Regions from separate parts of the Mus musculus genome. Here all the other regions are linked to region 1. Evidence: chromatin contacts called from public Hi-C and HiChIP or PLAC-seq data. All regions are on one chromosome and are shown on one strand. The core of a region is the stretch at or near the end of the contact, and the rest is flanking DNA. Distances in the headings are between cores, read along the strand shown. Region 1 holds the start of Lrrn3 (leucine rich repeat protein 3, neuronal). Region 2 has its middle 150 kb from the start of Gm46348. Region 3 has its middle 150 kb from the start of Immp2l. Region 4 has its middle 140 kb from the start of Immp2l. Region 5 has its middle 110 kb from the start of Immp2l. Region 6 has its middle 26 kb from the start of Gm46348.

The links. A called contact is a pair of places that touch in the nucleus more often than the background predicts. HiChIP or PLAC-seq counts read pairs in DNA pulled down with a chosen protein or histone mark.
Region 2: a contact with region 1 is called in a Hi-C map of cerebellum, with 2.5 times the contacts expected there. The contact joins the enhancer-like site here to the promoter of Lrrn3 in region 1. A contact is called at or near these places in 1 of 39 promoter capture datasets (the 3T3-L1 cell line), 3 of 484 Hi-C or Micro-C datasets (cerebellar granule neurons, cerebellum and cerebral cortex) and 3 of 115 datasets of contacts at active chromatin or transcription factors (astrocytes, embryonic forebrain and large pre-B cells).
Region 3: a contact with region 1 is called in an H3K4me3 HiChIP or PLAC-seq map of the 230-238 cell line, with 9 read pairs. The contact joins the enhancer-like site here to the promoter of Lrrn3 in region 1. A contact is called at or near these places in 8 of 39 promoter capture datasets (3T3-L1-derived adipocytes, the C10 cell line, the SN4741 cell line and 5 more), 1 of 15 datasets of contacts at CTCF or cohesin (large pre-B cells) and 8 of 115 datasets of contacts at active chromatin or transcription factors (the 230-238 cell line, embryonic basal ganglia, embryonic forebrain and 5 more).
Region 4: an H3K27ac HiChIP or PLAC-seq map of embryonic stem cells shows a contact between it and region 1, with 4 times the contacts expected there. The contact joins the enhancer-like site here to the promoter of Lrrn3 in region 1. A contact is called at or near these places in 2 of 39 promoter capture datasets (embryonic stem cells and hippocampal neurons), 1 of 484 Hi-C or Micro-C datasets (the N1E-115 cell line), 6 of 115 datasets of contacts at active chromatin or transcription factors (the 230-238 cell line, astrocytes, embryonic forebrain and 2 more) and 1 of 9 other capture datasets (liver).
Region 5: a contact with region 1 is called in an H3K27ac HiChIP or PLAC-seq map of embryonic stem cells, with 4 times the contacts expected there. The contact joins the enhancer-like site here to the promoter of Lrrn3 in region 1. A contact is called at or near these places in 6 of 39 promoter capture datasets (the C10 cell line, embryonic stem cells, hippocampal neurons and 2 more), 3 of 15 datasets of contacts at CTCF or cohesin (the NIH/3T3 cell line, large pre-B cells and pro-B cells), 2 of 484 Hi-C or Micro-C datasets (cerebral cortex and nephron progenitors) and 5 of 115 datasets of contacts at active chromatin or transcription factors (embryonic stem cells and large pre-B cells).
Region 6: a Hi-C map of embryonic stem cells shows a contact between it and region 1, with 2.2 times the contacts expected there. The contact joins the enhancer-like site here to the promoter of Lrrn3 in region 1. A contact is called at or near these places in 3 of 39 promoter capture datasets (3T3-L1-derived adipocytes, the C10 cell line and pre-B cells), 1 of 15 datasets of contacts at CTCF or cohesin (large pre-B cells), 7 of 484 Hi-C or Micro-C datasets (the Ba/F3 cell line, the N1E-115 cell line, brown adipocytes and 3 more) and 3 of 115 datasets of contacts at active chromatin or transcription factors (the 230-238 cell line and large pre-B cells).

What each region holds. Positions count from the first base shown.
Region 1 is chr12:41,484,318-41,487,500 of GRCm38.p6, forward strand. Lrrn3 (leucine rich repeat protein 3, neuronal) reads right to left here and starts at 1,740. Exons shown (of 2, transcript NM_010733.3): 1 at 1,254-1,740. All of the region lies in intron 4 of Immp2l (IMP2 inner mitochondrial membrane peptidase-like (S. cerevisiae)), which reads left to right.
Region 2 is chr12:42,137,169-42,140,351 of GRCm38.p6, forward strand. No RefSeq gene overlaps it. Among named protein-coding and RNA genes, the nearest start is that of Gm46348, 150 kb to the left of the region's middle. Within about 2 kb of position 1,678, at least 23 of the 459 cell types and tissues checked have an H3K27ac peak or open chromatin away from gene starts, as enhancers often do. A contact at or near this core is called in cerebellum, where this site is marked.
Region 3 is chr12:40,869,110-40,872,292 of GRCm38.p6, forward strand. It overlaps the pseudogene Gm19441. Among named protein-coding and RNA genes, the nearest start is that of Immp2l, 150 kb to the right of the region's middle. Within about 2 kb of position 1,497, at least 8 of the 459 cell types and tissues checked have an H3K27ac peak or open chromatin away from gene starts, as enhancers often do. A contact at or near this core is called in the 230-238 cell line, where this site is marked.
Region 4 is chr12:40,886,916-40,890,098 of GRCm38.p6, forward strand. No RefSeq gene overlaps it. Among named protein-coding and RNA genes, the nearest start is that of Immp2l, 140 kb to the right of the region's middle. Within about 2 kb of position 1,601, at least 85 of the 459 cell types and tissues checked have an H3K27ac peak or open chromatin away from gene starts, as enhancers often do. A contact at or near this core is called in the 230-238 cell line and embryonic stem cells, where this site is marked.
Region 5 is chr12:40,915,874-40,919,056 of GRCm38.p6, forward strand. It overlaps the pseudogene Gm18246. Among named protein-coding and RNA genes, the nearest start is that of Immp2l, 110 kb to the right of the region's middle. Within about 2 kb of position 1,713, at least 36 of the 459 cell types and tissues checked have an H3K27ac peak or open chromatin away from gene starts, as enhancers often do. A contact at or near this core is called in embryonic stem cells and pro-B cells, where this site is marked.
Region 6 is chr12:42,016,237-42,019,419 of GRCm38.p6, forward strand. No RefSeq gene overlaps it. Among named protein-coding and RNA genes, the nearest start is that of Gm46348, 26 kb to the left of the region's middle. Within about 2 kb of position 1,510, at least 8 of the 459 cell types and tissues checked have an H3K27ac peak or open chromatin away from gene starts, as enhancers often do. A contact at or near this core is called in the Ba/F3 cell line and embryonic stem cells, where this site is marked.

The DNA of each region.
Region 1 (3,183 bases), core at 490-2,989:
ATATTCTAAGTAGCTGGCTTCCTCTTACAAGATTGGAAGTAAAAATCGGTCCACAGAGTATTCCATGAATCATCACTCCATGGACGCTCTGAGTTGACTGACAGTAATTCTGTCTCAAAGGCGTTGCTTCTGGAACCAAGGATGAGGAACTCAGTGCACAAGTAATATTTGTCGTACCAGGGCACACTCTTTTCCTGATAAGTATTTTAAATTTGTACTTATTTTTCTATCTATCACACTGGTCTCCTTTTCGCTAAACTAGGAAGATTCTCACTCGTGATCATAGCCTGCTTTCACTAAGATTAGAGGCACAGAAACAAGGACATATTGTTAAAAATGAATAAATTAAAGCCGAGTTAAGCCACCCGGCTCAGTGAGAGCAAACAGTCTTCATAAATAGGAAATGTACTTTGAAGCCATACTACCGCGATGCTGTTCAATTACCAAAGGTGACTAGAGCTCTCCTGGTTCATCTCCTGGTTTCCCTAGCATGGTAGCTTCCTGGGCTGCATTAGCAATCAGACGCTTGCACTGTCCCCTCAGAGCAGTGAGGGGATGGGATGTTATTAAAGGGAAGTCATTTACCACAATCGGGAAGATGTAGCCTGGCAGAAATTCAATACCGGTTTGTGATATGCTCATTCTGCTACTCTGCCTGGTGCCCTTCACTCCTGACACACTACAGCATCCCCCTTAAATCTTCATCCCTTGGGGCGGGCTGGGGGGTGGGGGGACAACGCCTCATTGGCTTCAGAACAGAGAAATATGAGTGATCTGCTTTTCGTTACAAGAGCTGTGGGGGCAAAGGACCCTGATTTTTCCATCTCCCTCTGTTTCTCTCTCCTTCTCCCCTCTCTCCCGCTGCCTCCTCTGCCAGCCTCTCTGTCTCCTTCCCCTCTCTCTCCCTGCTTCTCTCTTGGTCCTTCTGTTCTCTTTTCTCTGCCTCAGTCCCCGTCTCTTCTCTCTCCCTCCTCTCTCTCTCCTCCCCCGGCACTGCTTTTCTCTCCCACTCACATCCTCTGATGGGCATTCAAGCTAGTAAAATGCCTGCTTGAGAATCCCACGAACGCAGCTAGGCACACACAGAGCCGGCGGGGTTTGCATGTTCACTCAAAAGTGAAATGCAAAGAAAAATGCCCTTAGAATTCAGACAAGGGGAAAACATCAAAGGAGAACTGATGTGTAAAAACTCCGGCACCAACAAAAACACGAAATAGGGAACATTTAAACAGATAGGTATATTTTAAACTTACCTTGCCTTAGCAGATGCAGGGATAGCCCTCCTCCGGTGCCCCTGCTTGCTCAGTTCCTTGGCTGAAATAATCACATGGCTGTCTTCTTGCCCCAGTATAAATAGGTGCATATGTATGTGTAATAAAGTACACACAATTACATACTATAGATATGCACACATGCAAGCAATGGTGTCTCTCTTTCTCTCTCTCTCTTTTTCTAAAATATAAAGGAAGGCAGGAGCCTGCAGCTAGGATTCCTTCTTTTGACTGGAACTCTCTCCGGCAGCAGCAGGCTGAGCCTCTCAATCCCGTGAAGAGAGATCCTGCTAGCTGGCGTTATTTCTCCTCGTTTCCATGGTGGTTAGTGGTGCATCGTTCACCAGATCAGTTGTCACACTGACACGGTGCTGCCTGCTCAGCGGTCATTAATAACTGAACACCCTCCACTCCCCAGAGAGGAGCCAATCGCTTCAGACTGCCAAGATGTAGCACTCGCAGCTGCTCCAGCCTGGTTGGCTGAAGCAGCCTGTCTGTCCTATGACAGTGCTGCTTAGGGTACAAATAAATGAAACAGGCTTGCATATTTTTCCTTGGAATCATTTTCTTTCCTGTTTTTTCTTTTCCTTTTGGAGCAATGTGCAGCGCTTTTCAACAAGTTCTCCCATTTGGAATGTGATCAGTCATTTGGAGAAACGGTGGGGTTTTTGTTTGTTTTGTTTTTCTGTTTTTCATTTCCTCTGAGATAAGACAGGAAACACTTATGAACAAGGATTTCCTGAATATTAAAAATACTTGATAGTGACTCTGCCTCCCTGTCTGTGAAGTTCAGCAGTGGCTTTACATTTCAGCCTGCAGCCTGCAGCTCTCCTGCCCCTTGTTTGTTTCCCTACAGATCCTACTTAAATCAGCCTATGTGCATGCAGCTAATAGCCTCTCTCTCTCTTTCACTCTCTCTCTCTCTCCCTCTCTCTCTCCCTCTCTCTCTCTCTCTCTCTCTCCCTCCCTCCCTCCCTCCCTCCATTCCTTCTTTCCATTTTTCTTGTTGGTACTTTGTGTGTGGGTTTATTTTTTGTTTGCGTATTTGTTTAGGTTTTACAATGACATTTCTTAAAATTACAACAAATATTTGCTTCTCCAATACTCACAACAATGGTATGTAAGGAGAAGCATATACAAAATAAACTTTTCCAATTATAACTACTTATCTATACATGGTATAACAAATCTGATGCCACACATCGGACATGTGTTGTATGTGGCATTGCTTGTGCCTGCATCCAGATGTACATGTATGTGTGTGTGTGCGCCTGTGTATGCGTTTTAGATGTATGATTTATTAGTAATAACTCAGGGATCCTTTCCTCTACAATAGACTGAACAGTTAAATTATCTCTTTTTGCACTTACGGCTATCAACTCTGAATGGCTACTTAACTAGGAAAATGTTTTCAATAGGAATTATATGTAAAACATTTGGAATATTTAGACTAGAAATCATGCCAGCGTGGTCATGTGTTCAGCTCCAGAACAACCATGACAAATAGAAGAATATAAGGGCATGCTTTCCAGACAGTATACTAGAGAGACCTCCTGAGAGGAGTGGAACATGGGAACAATTTTCAACAGGTCCAAAGCTGCCTTATCTGAGTCTCCCCTTGCTTTGATAGACTGCCCTCTAGTGGAGGAAAAGGAAATGGCATTTATTAGATTTACTGGGGGAGGGGGGAATAACAACAAAAAGCAAAAGCATTAGCACTAATTGTTTCTTAAGGTGTCGTTGAAGTGACTTAAACCGGTGTTCTGCGCCATGACCGTATGCCTGGAAGCTTAGCCTCACTAACATTGTCTTTTGACCACCAAACGCTTTCATGTTACAGTTTTCTTTACAAAAGCAAACAAACAAAATCTACCAATGCTTTAGTTATTCGTTGTATTGATCAATTTGTTGA
Region 2 (3,183 bases), core at 428-2,927, 650 kb after region 1:
ATCTAAGAACTCAAATGTTGAATGTTTTTGTGATTTTTTAGCTTATTACCTTTTATGTAAAATAAATTTGGTGGCTAGGAATGAACTTAGATGAAACTCAGAATTGGTTATTTAAAACAGGTTCTTGTTGAAAGAATGAATAATATACCCCAAATTTCCCTTCCTGGAGACCATTTGAGAACTCCCAAATCTAGAACACTAAATATCTTGTACTCTGACTCATTATATTCAGCCCTTAAAGTGTTGCTCAATTTCCAAACAGAAGCTTCCAGAGTTGAAAGCTGACAAGTGAGAAGTAGGTCAAAAATGAGCATCACCTAGTCTAGAAATTCCTCCTACCTTAGTCTTGATTCCAGAACTCTTCTCTCTGTAAAACAGAACCAGTTCTTTGAACACTGTATTTTGTTGTGACTGTCTTTGTAGGGAGTCAGTCCCTGTGGGGATGAGTCTTGATCTATAGATATGTTTTGGAAATTTAGAATAGATGTAAAGTGTTCCCTGGCAGAACAGTGCCTTTTTCCTTCTCTTTCTCTGAACTAATCAGTTTCAAGGTAATCTCAAGCCAATTTGTAGTATAGCTCAGGTCTCAGCTTCCACTGTGGGCGAGGACAGGGATCTCAAACACCAAATCCTTAAAGTTCTCACTTAAAATGGAAAGGAGCATGAATAATCTTTTTTTTTTTTTCTTTTCTTTTTGAGATGTAGTGCATGAATAAGGCACTGTGCTTTTTGAGGGTGTTATTCAAAATACAAAAGGTGTTATTCACAATGCCTCTTTTACTGTAGAAAATGCACGCTTGCTAACTTGGGCTTCAGCGTTGTTAAAAGAAAATCTGCAGATAGAGCAAAAGGGCAAAAGGGTGACATCTGGCACAACAGACGTTCTAAGATGGTTTTGGCATAAAGCCTGCATTAAACAGCCGAGGCAGAAGAAAAAAAATCTATTGAAATAAAAAAAAAAAAAAAGAAAGAAAGAAAGAAAAATGAGGGCAATACAACTCTGACTTCCAATCTTCAGAAAGGAAGCTTAAAATCAGCCTAACAGTTTTGTTGTTCTCCTGACCTAAAGTGGGCCATCCCCTCAAATATGGCTCTGATAGAAAGAAGTCGATGTCTCTGTGATATTTTCTCAAGCAGAGGAGTTTGAATGTTTCATAAATTCCCAGCCACTGCACAGTTGACTTCACCTTTTCACCCGAGTGAGCAATGCACAGAAGTGTCTACGTTATTACAGGATCTCCTCCACTTGACTTGTGTGAACGCTGGCTAGATGTGATGCATCAAGTGCTGTTTGGGGTAATAAAGAACATATTTCATCTTCAAAACAGCAGTGGCATGGAAATTATGAACACTGGAGCTTGAGAAGAAAATAATATACTGCGAGATACAAACAAGGGACAAACTGGGATAAAGTTTCTAAATTGTGTAATTATTCAAGACGTTGAAAGATAAGAGGTACTGCACAGAATTACCTTTGCAGGAGGCAGGTTTAAAACTAGCAATTTTAAGGACACCAATTTTTCTTAAAGTATATTATTTTGACTGCAACAGCTTGGCTTGAAGCTGAGTGGGTAAGTGAGAGGGAGGGAAGACTAGATGAGCATGCCTGATTCTGGATGATCAATAGCTCATTGTTTGAGAGCTTCAAGGCAGCAACTTTGCTGGATTATGAGTGAGAACTCTCGGGTTGGCTCTGCTCTGAGCAGTCTCAGTCAGTTGGTGCCTGTTGCTTTGATACACATGCACATCTGTGAGGTGCCCAAACCATGGCAACAATTCTTTTAAAAATAAGCCTTTGTATTTGGCCTTGGACCCTAATCAGTTACATAGGCACTTGGACTTTACTGATGTAAGACTTATGCCTTCGCCCCAGTTTCTCACATGGAGATGAAAGTGAGAATATTAGCTATGGCCTGACCTTGATCTGCACATGACTCCATCTCAGTGGGACTTTGGCAAGTGAATTGGGGACACAATATGGCCTTTTAAAGTTGTTTATAAATAGAATCTGTGTTGCCTTACATGATTTATGAAGCCAGGATTCCAGAGATTTAACAATATTTGTTGTTGGATACTACACTATGGCGATAAATCAGAGTGCCCCTTTTATACATCAACTGAACAAAAGCCTTCACAAGACTGAGTTCTGTTGGCTCAGATACTGAACTCTGTTTCATTTGTTCTTAATTTCCCATTAATTCTAACATCAAAAATGCAGAGTTTGTTATTTGCCTACTTTAAGAACTATAAATATAGGGTAAAGGTGTTAAGTATAAAGGAAATGAGTTGCTAAGACTACATTTTTAGGAGATCTATCTTGAACAAGAATGAGATTTACAGTCATTCAAATTCTCAGACTGATCAGAGGTGGAGGTCCATAGATTTAGTTTTTTATTTCTTTTATTTTTCTGTCACAGTCATGACTCCTTTTAAGAGAGGTCTAGTATCCTAGGGCCTTCTCACTCTCAGTCTGATTTGGTTTGTTGGGTTTAAATGTAATAATATGTTAATGGTAGATTCAAATTAAAGAAGAATCAGACAGGGTATGAGTGAGCAGTTGATTACTAAGAGGAAGCAGAGAAAACAAACAAAGTACAGAGGTTTTATGTTTCTAATTAAATTCTTCGACTTACTATCTGTCTCTTACTTTGCCAAATATTCTTCTTTGAAGCATCATCTAAGATGGGCATATATGATGAGATTAGAACTGAAAAATTATTGTTTTCATCTGTTTTATGCAGTTAAGGGGTTCTCCACTACTTTCCATGAATTCTTAACACTTTATGGAAGTGTTGCTCTTTGGACATATTAGCAACTAGAAAGACAAAATTTGGACATCAAGCTCTTTTAGGGTATGAAGCCTGAGAAAAGGGATATAGATGAGGTGAGCCCTGGACCTCCCCAGTTTAATTCCAGAGGAACATGCCCTTACATTGTAGGCTGAGAAAACCAGCAAAGGCCTGGTGGCCTTGCTGACTTGAGGAGACTAGAGCACAGAAAGGTAAATATAACTGTAATTTGAATGTTCAAATCTACAAATAAGAAAGCTTGAAGTTTGCAAAGAGAACAGCAGGGGGCCTTTCTTGAGTAAGATGTTAGTTTATATGAGCATGAGTAGAGCCACTTAGTCTAGGACCACATTAGGCTACGAGTACTTTATATTCCTTCCAGCAAGAGCACAAA
Region 3 (3,183 bases), core at 247-2,746, 620 kb before region 1:
CCAGCAACCACATGGTGGCTCACAACCATCCCCAACAAGATCTGACTCCCTCTTCTAGAGTGTCTGAAGACAGCTAAAGTGTACTTACATATAATCAATAAATAAATCTTTAAAAAAAAAAAGAATTACACATAAGAGCAAAGAATTACAAAACTCTCCTGTGCCCTGCAGATATGTCTATAATCTATATTTTAATTTATTCAAGTTTTAATTGAGTGAGAGAGAGAGAGAGAGAGAGAGTCACATTATAACTCTGGCTGGCCTGGAACTCACTGTGTAGACCACAGTGGCATTGAACTCATAGAGATCTGCCTGGTTGTGACTCTCAAGGGATGGGATTTGAGATGTGGGCCATCTGCCTGGCTTCTTTTTTTTCCCCAGTATTTCCAATAGATTGAAGGCCTACCAGCCAACACATGGGCTTCCATTTTCAATTATGAGTTAGTGTACTTTGTGTAAGCAGAGCTACAACTCCTAAGGAGCAGAGCAAGGACTGTGTCTAACTCAGCTGAATTAACATTTTCTAGGTCATCACTGTTTATCTATAGAATAACGAGTAAATAAGATGTGACTTATAAGCGCACTGTTGGCCAATCTTGTCATTACTACAGCTGAAAAAGCAAAACAATTGTGCAGATGCAATCAATGGCTTGTCAGCTGGTGGCTGATGTGACTGAGAGTCTGGAAGGATAGCGTAAGCGTATTTGGCCGTACTTAAGACACAGCTGATTTTACCCTTTACAAAAGGAAAAAAAAAACATTTAAAAAAAAATAGGCCATTTTGTTGTATTAAGGCTCGGTTAGCGACCAAGTCAGGCTGCATATCTATATTACCCAGTGTGCTGGCTAGTTGGTTGAGAAATGTGAGCCTCAATTGAGAAAATGCCTCCATTAGATAAGGTTGAGGGCAAGCCTGAAGGCCATTTGGATAATTGATTGCTGTGAGAGGGTCCAGCCCATTGTGGATGGTGCCTTCACTGGGCTAGTGGTCCTGGGTTCTATAAGAAAGTAGGCTGAGCAAGCCAGTAGGCAGCACCTCATCATGACCTCTGCTTCTGAAAGACCCCTGAAGAGGTGAGACCCTCACTCGAGTCTCGGGATGACTCAGCACCCCAAGAACTCATGAGATACTGTCCTTGCTGCAATCGCACAAGGTTTATTGACAAGATCCAGCAGGCTGGGGTCAACTCGTATCCCATGCAGGGGTGGAAGAGTTCAGCCCCAGTAGCTGGGAAAGGGGGTATTTAAAAGGGAAAAAAACAAACAAACAAACCACAATCCAAGGGGGTAGGGAGGGCGTTATTGGAAAATGCCGAAAATACCAGTGAAAAATCACAAAGGGGTACTAAAAATCACAAGGGGAAACTCCCTGCTTCTCAAGATTGTTCTCAGGATTTTAGTCTAACTTTTGTGGTCGGCCAGTTCCTGGAACAGGGTCACTGAACCAGCTAACCTATATTCTTGGTGCTAGGGGGTCTGAATTTTTTCTGGTCTTTCACTTCTTCTTCTGACTCTCTAGGTCTCTGCTCTGAGTTCTTGTCCTGACTTTTTTCAGTAATGAACAGTGATGTGGAAGCGTAAGCCAAATAAACCCTTTCCTCCTCCCCAGCTTGCTTTTGGGCACGGTGCTTTCTTACAGCAATAGAAATCCTCACTAAGACTCCCAGAAACTAGACCAACCTACAAAGGTAAGGCAGGTTAATAGAGGAGACCAAAGTAATTGTAGAGCAAGACGGAAACCAGGTGTCCCAAGGGACTCTAGCAATAGGTGCCTGCAATCGCTGGCTCACTCAACTATAGCTACAATTTATATTTTTCAGGGTCTGCAGAATTCTTTAAAATATTATCTTTTACAAATATAATTTTCAGCTTAAAAAAAACAAAACCAAAAACAAAACAAAACAAAACAACCAAGGGCTGGTGTGGAGCAGTGAGCTGTGCACAGACACCTGGTCCCTGGTTGAACACAGGCCTTGAACTGTGGTAACCCTAAGGAATGGCAGATGTTTGGCCATGTCTCCTGGGCCCCTGTCACAACTGCAGCCTTCCAAGGTCTCCTCCCTGCCCTGTGCGCCGCACCCCCCCCCCCCAAGTGTATGACCATCAGTCATGGAGGCAATGGCCCAAGCTCCTGATATTCTGTCTGGATTCCACCCCCACAGTTACCTGGAAACAGCCAGATAGGCCAGGCCCACTATAAAAGGGTCTGTTTGCCTCCTCCCCCTTCTCTCCCCTCTCTTACCCTCTTGCTCTTACTCTCACCTCTTGCCCTCCCTTCTCCCCTCATCTGGCCTCTACATCTCTACTCTCTCCCTCTCTGCCTTTCTACAATAAACTCCTTAAAACCATGGACTGCCTCTTCTTCTCATCCACCCACCATGCTGAAGCAATGGAGCAGGTCTTCCCTTAGTGAGCCTTGTGTCTAACCTCCTGCCCCTGTGTCTAACCTCCTGCCCGGAGACCTCTCTGCATTTCCAGCCACAGCTTCCTCCAACCCAAACAAAGGACTCTTGTCATCGCAGGAATCTGCTAGAGCTCCTTCCCTGTTCTTTTCCATTCAGCCCTGGGCCAGAGTCCACCTGCCAGCCCCACACTCAGTTCTCAGCTCTTCTGTGGCATACAGTAGGCCAGACTCGGGACCCTACTTTTTATCCCACAGGCCGGAGAGATGGCTCAGCGGATAAGAGCACTAACTGCTCTACCAAAAGTCCTGAGTGCAAATCCCAGCAACCACACAGTGGCTCACAACCATCTGTAATGAGATAGGATGCCCTCTTCTGGTGTGTCTGAAAATAGCTGCAGTGTATTTATAATAAATAAATAAATAAATTAATTAATTAATTTTAAAAATAAGTAAATAATAACTTAAAAAAAACAAAACTATTGAGATTTAGAAAGGAGAGAGACAATAATTCAACTAACATTAATGCCATGTCTCTGAGCTGTGTGCTCCATGCACCACTGTATTTAGCCCTTTTTCAATGCTTTGAATTAAATATTTGTTTGACAGCATTAAGGGTCTTTGCCAAATCCATTTACTGCTCCATTCCTCCAAGGTCTATCTACATAAACCCTACTTCACATTTCAACCATTAGCCCCTGACCAAGCAGAGTGGGCATGGACTGCTGATCTAATCTCAGCCTATCAAGACTTTTCACCCATGAGCCTGGCACTACAAGTGA
Region 4 (3,183 bases), core at 351-2,850, 600 kb before region 1:
GTCCTACCGTAAAGCTAGCTTCTTAAAATGAAAGTGTGATCTCAAGATAGCTTCCATTTTAAACTTTCTGAAGCCTCCGTTTCATTATCTACAGATACATGGCTATTTCATAGGCCTTTAAGAGGATTAAATGAGAATTACATGTAATAGTAAATGTGTTAAACTAGTAGGGTATTTTCAGTCTTAGCTCAGGTTAAGGTCAGAAAAGGCCAACAACAATACCAGAGGACCACATGCCGCTATATACTGAAGCAATGTTGTACATCGGCCCTGCACAACAGAATTTTCTGCAGTGGTGAAAATACGCCTGCTTCTCAGTGTGGCAGCTCTAGGTACACAGGATTATGGAACACTTGCAATGCTGATGGAACTCAGGACCTACATTTGTATTTTATTTAGGTTTGAGAAAGTTGTCTTGCTATGTAGCTCACGCTTGCCTATTTTTTTTTAAAAAAAAGCTTATTTTCAATTAAGTATATGTGTGTGTGGCTCTGTGTTTGGGTGGGTGCAGGAGTTGGAAGAGTTCAGAAGAGGCTCTCAGGTCCACTGGAGCTAGAGTTACAGATGGTATTGAGTCCTGAGAACTCAATGGTATTGGGTGCTGAGAACTGCCCTCTGGGTCTCCTGCAAGAGCAGTAAACACTCCATCACTCTAGCCTGGTGAACTCATATATTCCATTATCCTGCCTTTGCCCCTGCCTCTGTCTCTCCAGGTGTGACCTCTTAATTCTCAACCCCCTACAAAGGGCTGACATGGTGCCTAATTAACATATCAAAGCGGAAGTGGCCTCCAGGTTCTCCCAGCTTCCCTCAGTCAGTCCCTACTGTTACACACTCTCCAGTCACTGACTGGGCTGCCTGATCCCTGCAGAATCCAGCCATTTTGGCTACTGGCTACAACAATTTTGTACTTTACCCTCCTGGCGTCTTGGTCTCCTGGTTCCCCCACCTCCCCTCTCCATTCTCCTCAAATGGCCCAGGTCAGGGTCTTGCTCACTCTAGACTCTCCCAGATGTCAGCCCCTGGCAATGTACTTCCTCATATCTACAAGACACCTTCCCCTCCACCACACCTAGGAGCAGTCATGTCTTCCTTTTTAATTTCCTTTTCTCATTCAACCACCACACATGGCAAAAACTACATCTTTAATTTAATGCAAGTGTAAACACACATACACCTTGATGCTACCATACTGAGTGTTTCTGGAATAGGGGTTGGAAACTTTTTCTATACAAACCAGGTGATAAGTATTTTAGGCATGCAGGCCATACGATCTCTGTTGCAACTAGCCACTGTAGCATCAAAGGAGACATGGTATTTCCACATTCAAACAGTTTTATTTACCCAAATAGGTGACAGGCACCCGAGGGCTGTAGTTTGACAAGTTGCTCCCTTTCAGACTACTCATGTAGTGAGTCATACTGAGAAAAATGTGAAACTAGTTTTGTCAGTATTAACCTACCATCTCCCTAGGGGATAAAGAAGAGAAGAATAAACTAGAAAAAGCATAGAGAGGGCTCTGGGTGTGCTGTGCTGTGCTGAGCTGGGCTGGGCTGTGCGGTACTGGGCTGGGCTGTGCTGGGCTGGGCTGGGCTGGGCTGTGCTGTGCTGGGCTGGGCTGGGCTGGGCTGGGCTGGGCTGGGCTGGGCTGGGCTGGGCTGGGCTGGGCTGTACTGTGCTGATATGTTGTAGGTGAGTTTACAACAGACTTCTCACTTCAGGCAGAATAAGAGGAGCTCAAGGGATTTCAAAGGGCTTGGCAAATGTTCTCTGGAATTCAGAGAATGTGGAAATGATCCAGGATGGTTCACATCTAAAGAGTTTAAAGATAAGAGGTTGTGTCTTAACCTGCATGAGAGGCAGCAGAGGGATTCCACGCTGTGCTTCCATTGCTAGTGGTTAAAGGTATTTGTTTCCAGTGGACTCAAATTAGAACTGAAGACAGATAACTTGGGCTCATCCTAAAAGAGACCTCCAAGAAGACCATGAAATAAGCAGTAGAGCACAGTAGAAAACTTGGGCTGTGACTTAATGGGAGAAATGAGCAAGCAACTCAAAGGCACTATGTATGGTGAGAGAAAAGTGGACTTTTGGCCTTAGTGTGGGATCTTAGAAGAATGTGCTGGCATCTGTCCAGCTTTGAACTCCTGCTGTGTTGGAGGGATCCTAGCTTCACATCACGCCTGCATCATTCAAACTAGACTTCACTTCAACTACCTCCATTCCTTTGCAAGGGTCTAACATAGTAGCTAGTGACTGAGAAAGAACTAACTGGAGAAAAATCTCACCTCCCCCATCCCCCCCCCCCCCAGGATGTTTCCATTGGGAAGTGCTAATGGGTTTTTAGATCTGGAGTTCTAGGGTTTAATGACAAACCAAAGTGTGACTAGGAAACCTGTAAACCCACTGAAATATTCAGAGCAGAAGTAAGTTCTCACTAGATCAGGGTGTCTGAAGGGAACAAGAAGCCCACAGAGATCTCTCCTGCTACACCTAGACGCCACATACACATGTAAGGGTCTTGGGAAATGCTCAGAAATGAATAATCTGCTCCTTTTCGACAGAACTGTGTCACTGGCCCTTCCAAAGCTCTCTGCATGGTATCCATTCCTGGGGATTATATGGTATACATTGAAGACCTGCACCTGAATTCTTCCTCATTTCCAACTGTCTAGAGTCTTGGGGTCCTAACACACACACACAGATACACAGACACAGACACAGACACAGAAACAGACACAGACACAGACACAGACAGACACAGACACGCACACGCACACAGAGGCAGGCACACACCAGTCTCCAAGAAGTCTTAAATGCTGTTCTATCTTTTAGGACCATGACTGTGTGGATGAGGCTGCACATTCCTCCCCCTCTTCTGTTTTTCTCTTGCTTATTGCAAAGACCTCTCCCCCAGTCTTCCAGATGCTCTTTTCTCTCTTTGTAGCTGGTTTACTTGATGACTCTCTGTTCCCCAGGAACGTTGTATAAACCACCAGGAGCATTTGTCACAGGTGTGCAATCATTGTCTATACAAGCATGAAGCCCCTCAGTCTGGTGCCTAAAGTCACGATCATGTCTTATTTATCACGGTGGCTGTCTTAGTAGACACTCTCCAAGTGTTTGACGAATAAATGAAAACCATTTGTCCTTCACTTTCACAAGCCAAAATGGACCATATAT
Region 5 (3,183 bases), core at 463-2,962, 570 kb before region 1:
TTTCCCCAACTGAAGCTCCTTTTTCTGTGTTAACTCCAGCCTGTGTCAAGTTGACACAAAACTAGCCAGTACACATTGACTCTGATTTTGACACATCAAACTATTTGATAAAAGTAATCATGTTTTGGCATATTTCATTATAATTAATTTAGTTGTATATAGAAATTAAAATAATATCTACAAGGACAAATGTCTTGCTTAGAAACCTTAAAAACACATGCCCTCCCTGGAAGTGTAGGGTGAAGGCTGTAACTCAGTGGGAAAGTGTTTGCCTAGCATTTATGAAGCCTGGATTCAATTAACAACCACCACCACCACCAACAACAACCACCACACACACACACACACACACACACACACACACACACACTATGCTGGTTTTTGTTGTTGTTCAACTGGACTCAGTCTAGAATCAATGAAGGAAAGGGACCCTCAGACTGCCCAGTGAGCAAGTCTGTGGTGGCATTTTCTTGGTTGCTGATTGATGTGGAAAGGCCTGGCCCATTGTGGGTGGTGCCATCCCTAGGCACCTGGGTTTAGGCTGTAGAAGAAAACATTCCTCCATAGTCTCTGCCTCTATTCCTGCACTGAGCTCCTACCCTGACTTCCCTCAAGAAAGGATCATCTTCTGGGAGTTAAAAGATTAAATAAACCCTTTCCTCCTCTAAGCTGTTTCTGGTCAGTGTACATCAGAGAAGCAAACTAGGATACAAACATGATGCATTATTGCCTTTATAATACTGGTTTGGAATGTAGCTTAGTGGTACATTATGTTCTTAGCATATACAAACACCCAGATCTAACCCTCAGCAACACACACACACAAGCACACACCACACACACTTCATCTCGCCACCCTAGAGAACTAGTAATTTAAATAAAGAGGTGTTCCCCAAAGTGGATACCAGGCTCTTTGAGAAAGACTGAGAAGAAATAAGGAGACACATTGTCATTTTACATACTTTCTCTCTTGGTATCAATACAAAGACGTAAGTGTGGAACAGGAAACAGTAATGCAAAGGCCTCATGTTGAAGGGGTTAAAAGATCATTTGGCTATATTTGTCCATGTCTTGGTCATTACAGGCTAGGAGGTGGGTCTGGGGTCATTAATATGCTAAGGATCTCCTATGCCTCATCTCATTCCTCTCTACCTACCTTTGATGCAAGTGTTACTCTGATTGTCTTATTTTCTATATTGTACCTAATGAGACTGGCTCATTTAAGGAGTCCAGACTTACATGTCTACTAAATAAGGGATACTGGATCCCAGGTTAGAAATAAAGTCTAAAGTCAGAGGTAGGACCCTGGAACATTAGGCAAATGCCTGCCGGGCCTTTGTAAGGAATTATAAGTACATTAGAATATGACTCTGATGACTCTATTTAGGCAGTCTTCAGGTTTGCTTAAGAATATTTATTTATGTCGACAGGGGCTGAAGGGCTGCGGCTGAAGGGCTGAGGAGCTTGGAGCAGCCTAATCACTGAACCCTGTGGCTGGGGAGACACCCTTCTGATTTGCTCCACATCCCGTGTGCTTCCCTCAGGATCACAAATTCTTCGAGGATGGGGATATGCAGCGGCGCTTGTGCTTACAGGCCATGCTCACTCAAGTGTCCGAGATGCTGGAAAAGTCCACGGTGCCAGAGTTCACCTGTCAGGTGGCTGGCTGTTGCCAAGGTTTTGCCTCCTTAGTGGACTACCAGCACCACTACCACATGATGCAAAGAAGCACCTGCTCTTTCTGCAGCTGTGCCTTCCCCTCTGGGCATTTGCTGGGTGTGTACTTCCTGGAATGACAGAACTCTTTGTTTTAGATCCTGGCCCAGAGGCAAGACATGTAAGGGGGGGAGGGGCCTCAGGTGAAAACTGCCCAGAGAAGTGCAAGACCAGCCAAGACCAGATCACATGGTAAGGCTACACATGTACCCTGCGGATATCTGATTTGATAAACTCAAGACAAAGGGAGGCCCAGCCATGCCAGCTCTTGCAGATGCAGCAGCCAGAGCCTTGAAAAACGAGTGATGCCATGAAGATCTGCTCTGAACTGCTGCCCCTGGAGGAGGACCTACAGCCACAGAATATCTTCTACTATCTGTTTTTGCAGCCAGAGGATTTAAAAGCACCAAGAAAAAACAAAAACAAACACCACTGATGGATTCTAGCTAGGAAAGCCAGACAGATTTTCAGGGAGTTCTGGGCCGTAGCCTTTCTCTTGCTTCTGGACCAATGTCCTGAGCTGAACCCCTGCCACCTCCTTATTTCCATCTCTGGTCACTTGAAGCAACCAGTGTGTAGAAACCCAGAATCTGCAGATTCCAGAAATAACCAGGACACACTGAGGGAGAGAAATGGAGAGACTACCTACTTGCTCTGCAGTGGCTACTCTAAGAATGTCACTATTAAGCATATGTAATGAATTCATTTTCACTAAAAAAAAGAATATTTATTTACTAACAGTAGATGTACATGTGTTCATCCGTAGTAATATCTAATTGGTTATAGTGATATGTGGCCTGGAGAAGTGGCCTAGTGGTTAAGAGCTCTGGCTGCTTTTCCAAAGGATCCAAGTTCAAGTCCTAGCACCCACATGACAGCTCATAACTCCAGTTCCAGGAGATCTATTGTCCTCCTGTGCCCTCAGTGGTCACCAATTACATATGTGCTGCACATATATACATGCAGGCAAAGCATCCATAAATCTAAAACAATAAAATAACTTTTTTAAACTGTGTGTGTCTCTGTGTGTATTAGGGATTTCACACAAGACCTTGTACATGCTCAGCCAATACTACACTATTAAGCTATATACTGATGATTATTAATAGTCTGCCAGAAGAGTTTAAAAGTTACTTTTCTTAGACATACTTATTGCCATTTCCCTCTTGCAGTGTCTTAACCCGAGGTTGGTAACTCAATCAGATCTTATTTATTCTGGGAGCTGTGAAAACATCCACTTCTGGGCTCAGTTGTGCAGCTTTCATACGGGGCCCTGGTACTGAAAGGAGGGAAGCTGAATAGGGAAGAATACAAATGAAGACCATAGGCCACTGAGTCCCATCTCAAATCAGGATCATTGACTTCTGCAATCCATTCTTGTTACCACCACCCTATTTTTGTCTAACGCATAAGCAATAGCTAACCCTGTTTCCACAATAGTCTTTCTCTGTATGGTCCTGAGTGGCT
Region 6 (3,183 bases), core at 260-2,759, 530 kb after region 1:
TTTGTTTGTTTGTTTTGGAAATTAAAATGTAGGTATATCATTTCCACTCTTTCCTTCCTTCAACCCTTCCTTTTTTCGTTTTATTTATTTTGTTAATTATTTATTTACATTCCATACATTGCCCTCTCTCCGGTTACCCCCCCCCCCCCACCACACACACACATAGACACATTTCCTCACCCCATTCCCCCTCAGCCTTGCCTCTGGGAGGGTGCTTCCCTCCCCCTATCTTCCTTTCCCGGTCCTTAAGTCTCCAGAGGATTAGACACATCTTCTCCTACTGAGGCCTGAACAGGCAGTCCTTTGCCATATATGTACTGGTTAAGACTCTGGTGAGCCTTAGCTTACCGGGGACCCCCTGAGTGAACCACATGGAGCCAGGATTGATGCAAAAAGCAAGAGAAATATATTGTTCCAATGCACTGTGGTAGTCCCAGACCCGAAGGAGAGGTGGCGACCATCAGTACCTGTTCAGCGAGTTTTTATACGGTTTCCAGGGGCAGAATAGAGCATTAGCAACTAGGCACAATATGATTGGCTGAACAGTGCACCCTTTAAACTGATTGGTTTTTAGGGAATGAGGTGACAAAGACTTCCCTTGTCTGAAGGTGAGCAACGGTCCATCCTGTGGAAGTGTCCCCATCCGCAAGCAGGTTGGTTCCTGCCCTGTGGTCTGAGAAATGTTAACTAGGCTCTCTCTCCCAGAGAGGCAAGTGTTTCATGGCCTTCCCAAAGTTCCTGAGTTGACCTTTTCACCAGGTATTGGGGTTGGGGGTAAGGGAGCAGGAGAGAAACCCAGAGAATGAGGACAATAAATAGACATATGCAGCTTCTAGAGGTGGGAGGCAGGGGAAGCCCCTAGAAACCTGGGAGGTGAGAGACTTTCAGCATTCAATGGGGATGACCCAAAATATCCCAGCAGTGGAGATAGGGAAGACGATTTCACCTCTAGTAGATAAACAGGGCCCCAAGTGGAAGGACATGGTTACCAACCCACGGTCAAAATCTCTAAGAATTGTTCATCTAAAAGAACTATAAGGACAAAAATGGAGAAGAGATTTTTCCAGTGACTGATCCAACTTGGGATCCATCTCACAGAGGGTGGGATTGTGCACCAAAGCCTGACACTGTTACTGAGGCTATGATGTGTTTAAGACAGGAGCCTAGCATGGCTGTCCTTTGAGAGGCCCAACCAGCAGCTGACAGACAGATGCAGGTTCTTATTCCCAACCATTGGAGTGAAGTTGGGGACCCCTATGGAGGAAATAAGGAAAGGATTGAGGAGATGAAGGGGAAGGTGACCCCTTAGAAGACCAGCAGTCTTCTAGAAATTCTCAAGAGACTGGACCACCAATGAGGCAGCATACATAGGCTGATCCCAGCACCCTCTTCCCCCAGATCCTATAGACCATCTTCATTTTGAAAGGAGTCAAACTGAGCCTTGCATATCCTGCATGCTTGGAACAAGAAAAGCCAGTGACACAACTTCCTGCCCCCTGCCTTGGTGGTTGGGGGAGGGGAGGAGACAATGGGCATGTGCACCACTAGTCTAACCTTGAGTCTGCCCAGAAAGCAACAAGCTGTAGCTTACAACGTCCCCTTTCCAGCACAGTTGGGCTCCTGTGCTCCTCTCTCCTCTCTTGCTATGTTCTATCATCACCTTCTCTGCATTCTCTCCCTCCTCAGGCCTCCAGTCTGGCCAGGCCTCACTGTTCACTATGCTGTTGTTGCTGATTGAAATATATCCTGTACCATCAAAACTGTGAACCAGTTTTCTCAGAGTTCTTACAGTACTAGAAGAAGGCAAATTGAGAGAATTTGAAGTTTTTGATGTCACTTTGTGTGCTGGCTAGTATTGCATCAACTTGATAAAATCTAGAGTTATTAGAGAGGAAAGAGCCTCAACTGAGAAAATGTCCTCATACAATCAGAGTGGAGAAAAGCCTGTAGGCCATTTTCTTAATTAGTCATCGATGTGGGAGGGCCTGGCCCTTTGTGGGTGGTGCAATCCTTGGGTTGTTGGTCTTGGGTTCATAAAAAAGCAAGCTAAGCAAGCCATGGGGAGCAAGCCAGTAAGGAACTTGAAGAAAGTATTTCATTTGATTTTGGTTTTTATGGGTGCCCACAGTTGAGAGGCTTTGAATATTTTTCTTTTATTATAAATATATTCCTTTATATCATATATCCTGATTACCACTTCCCCCCCCCCCATTACACCTCCCAGTTCCTCCCCACCTCCCTTTCCATCTGGATCCATCCTCTTTCTCACTCATTGGAAATCTAATATGCTTCAAAGGTATAGTAGCAAAACAAAACAAAACAAAACAAAATAAAATAAAAACAAAAACAAACACATCAGAATAAGAAAAAAACCAAACCAAACCAAAAAAAAAAAAAAACCCAGAAGGAAAAGAGCCCCCCTAAAGCACAAGAGACAAATACAGATGCAGAGACCCTCTCATTAGCATGCTCAAGGATCTCATACAAACACAAAACCAGAAGCCCTAATATATACACAAAGTACTTGTAAGCTAAAAAATAAAATAAGATAAAAAAATGACAAAATCTTTAAAAGAAAGAGAGAAAGAAACAGCCCTGATATGACATTCTGAGGCAATGAATTTTCAAAGCTGCCATTGGCTTTGTTTTCCATTGGCCGTCAACTGCTGGGTACGTAGCCTATCCTTAAGAGTAGTCTTTAGTCTTTTTTTTTTTCTTTCTCAGTGAGACTCCTTTGGAGAAAATTAAAAACCCCATCTGGTGCAGACCTGTTCAGGCCCTGTGCATGCTACCTCTTTCTCTGTGAATTCATATGTGTGTAGGTCCTGTTGTGTTCAAAATGCCCATATTGTATCAACCCTTCCAAAGCATTCTCTGAGCTAAAATCTAAGGGAAGGGATTTGATAGGAACATCTCATTCAAGACCAAATGCTCCAAGGTCTGTCACTCTCTGCATATGGTTTGACTGTGGGTCTCTGCATTTGTTCTCATTTGCTGTATGAGGAATCTTCTCTGATGATGACTGAAAAAGACACCGATCTATGAGTATAGCACAATGTCATTAGGAGTCTATTAGGAGTTTATTGCTATTTTCCTTGAGTAGAACAGTTGTATTTGGTTTTACCCTAGGTCCCTGGGGTATTTAATCTCAGTTCTTTGGCCAACCAGGCAGCGTAGGGTATA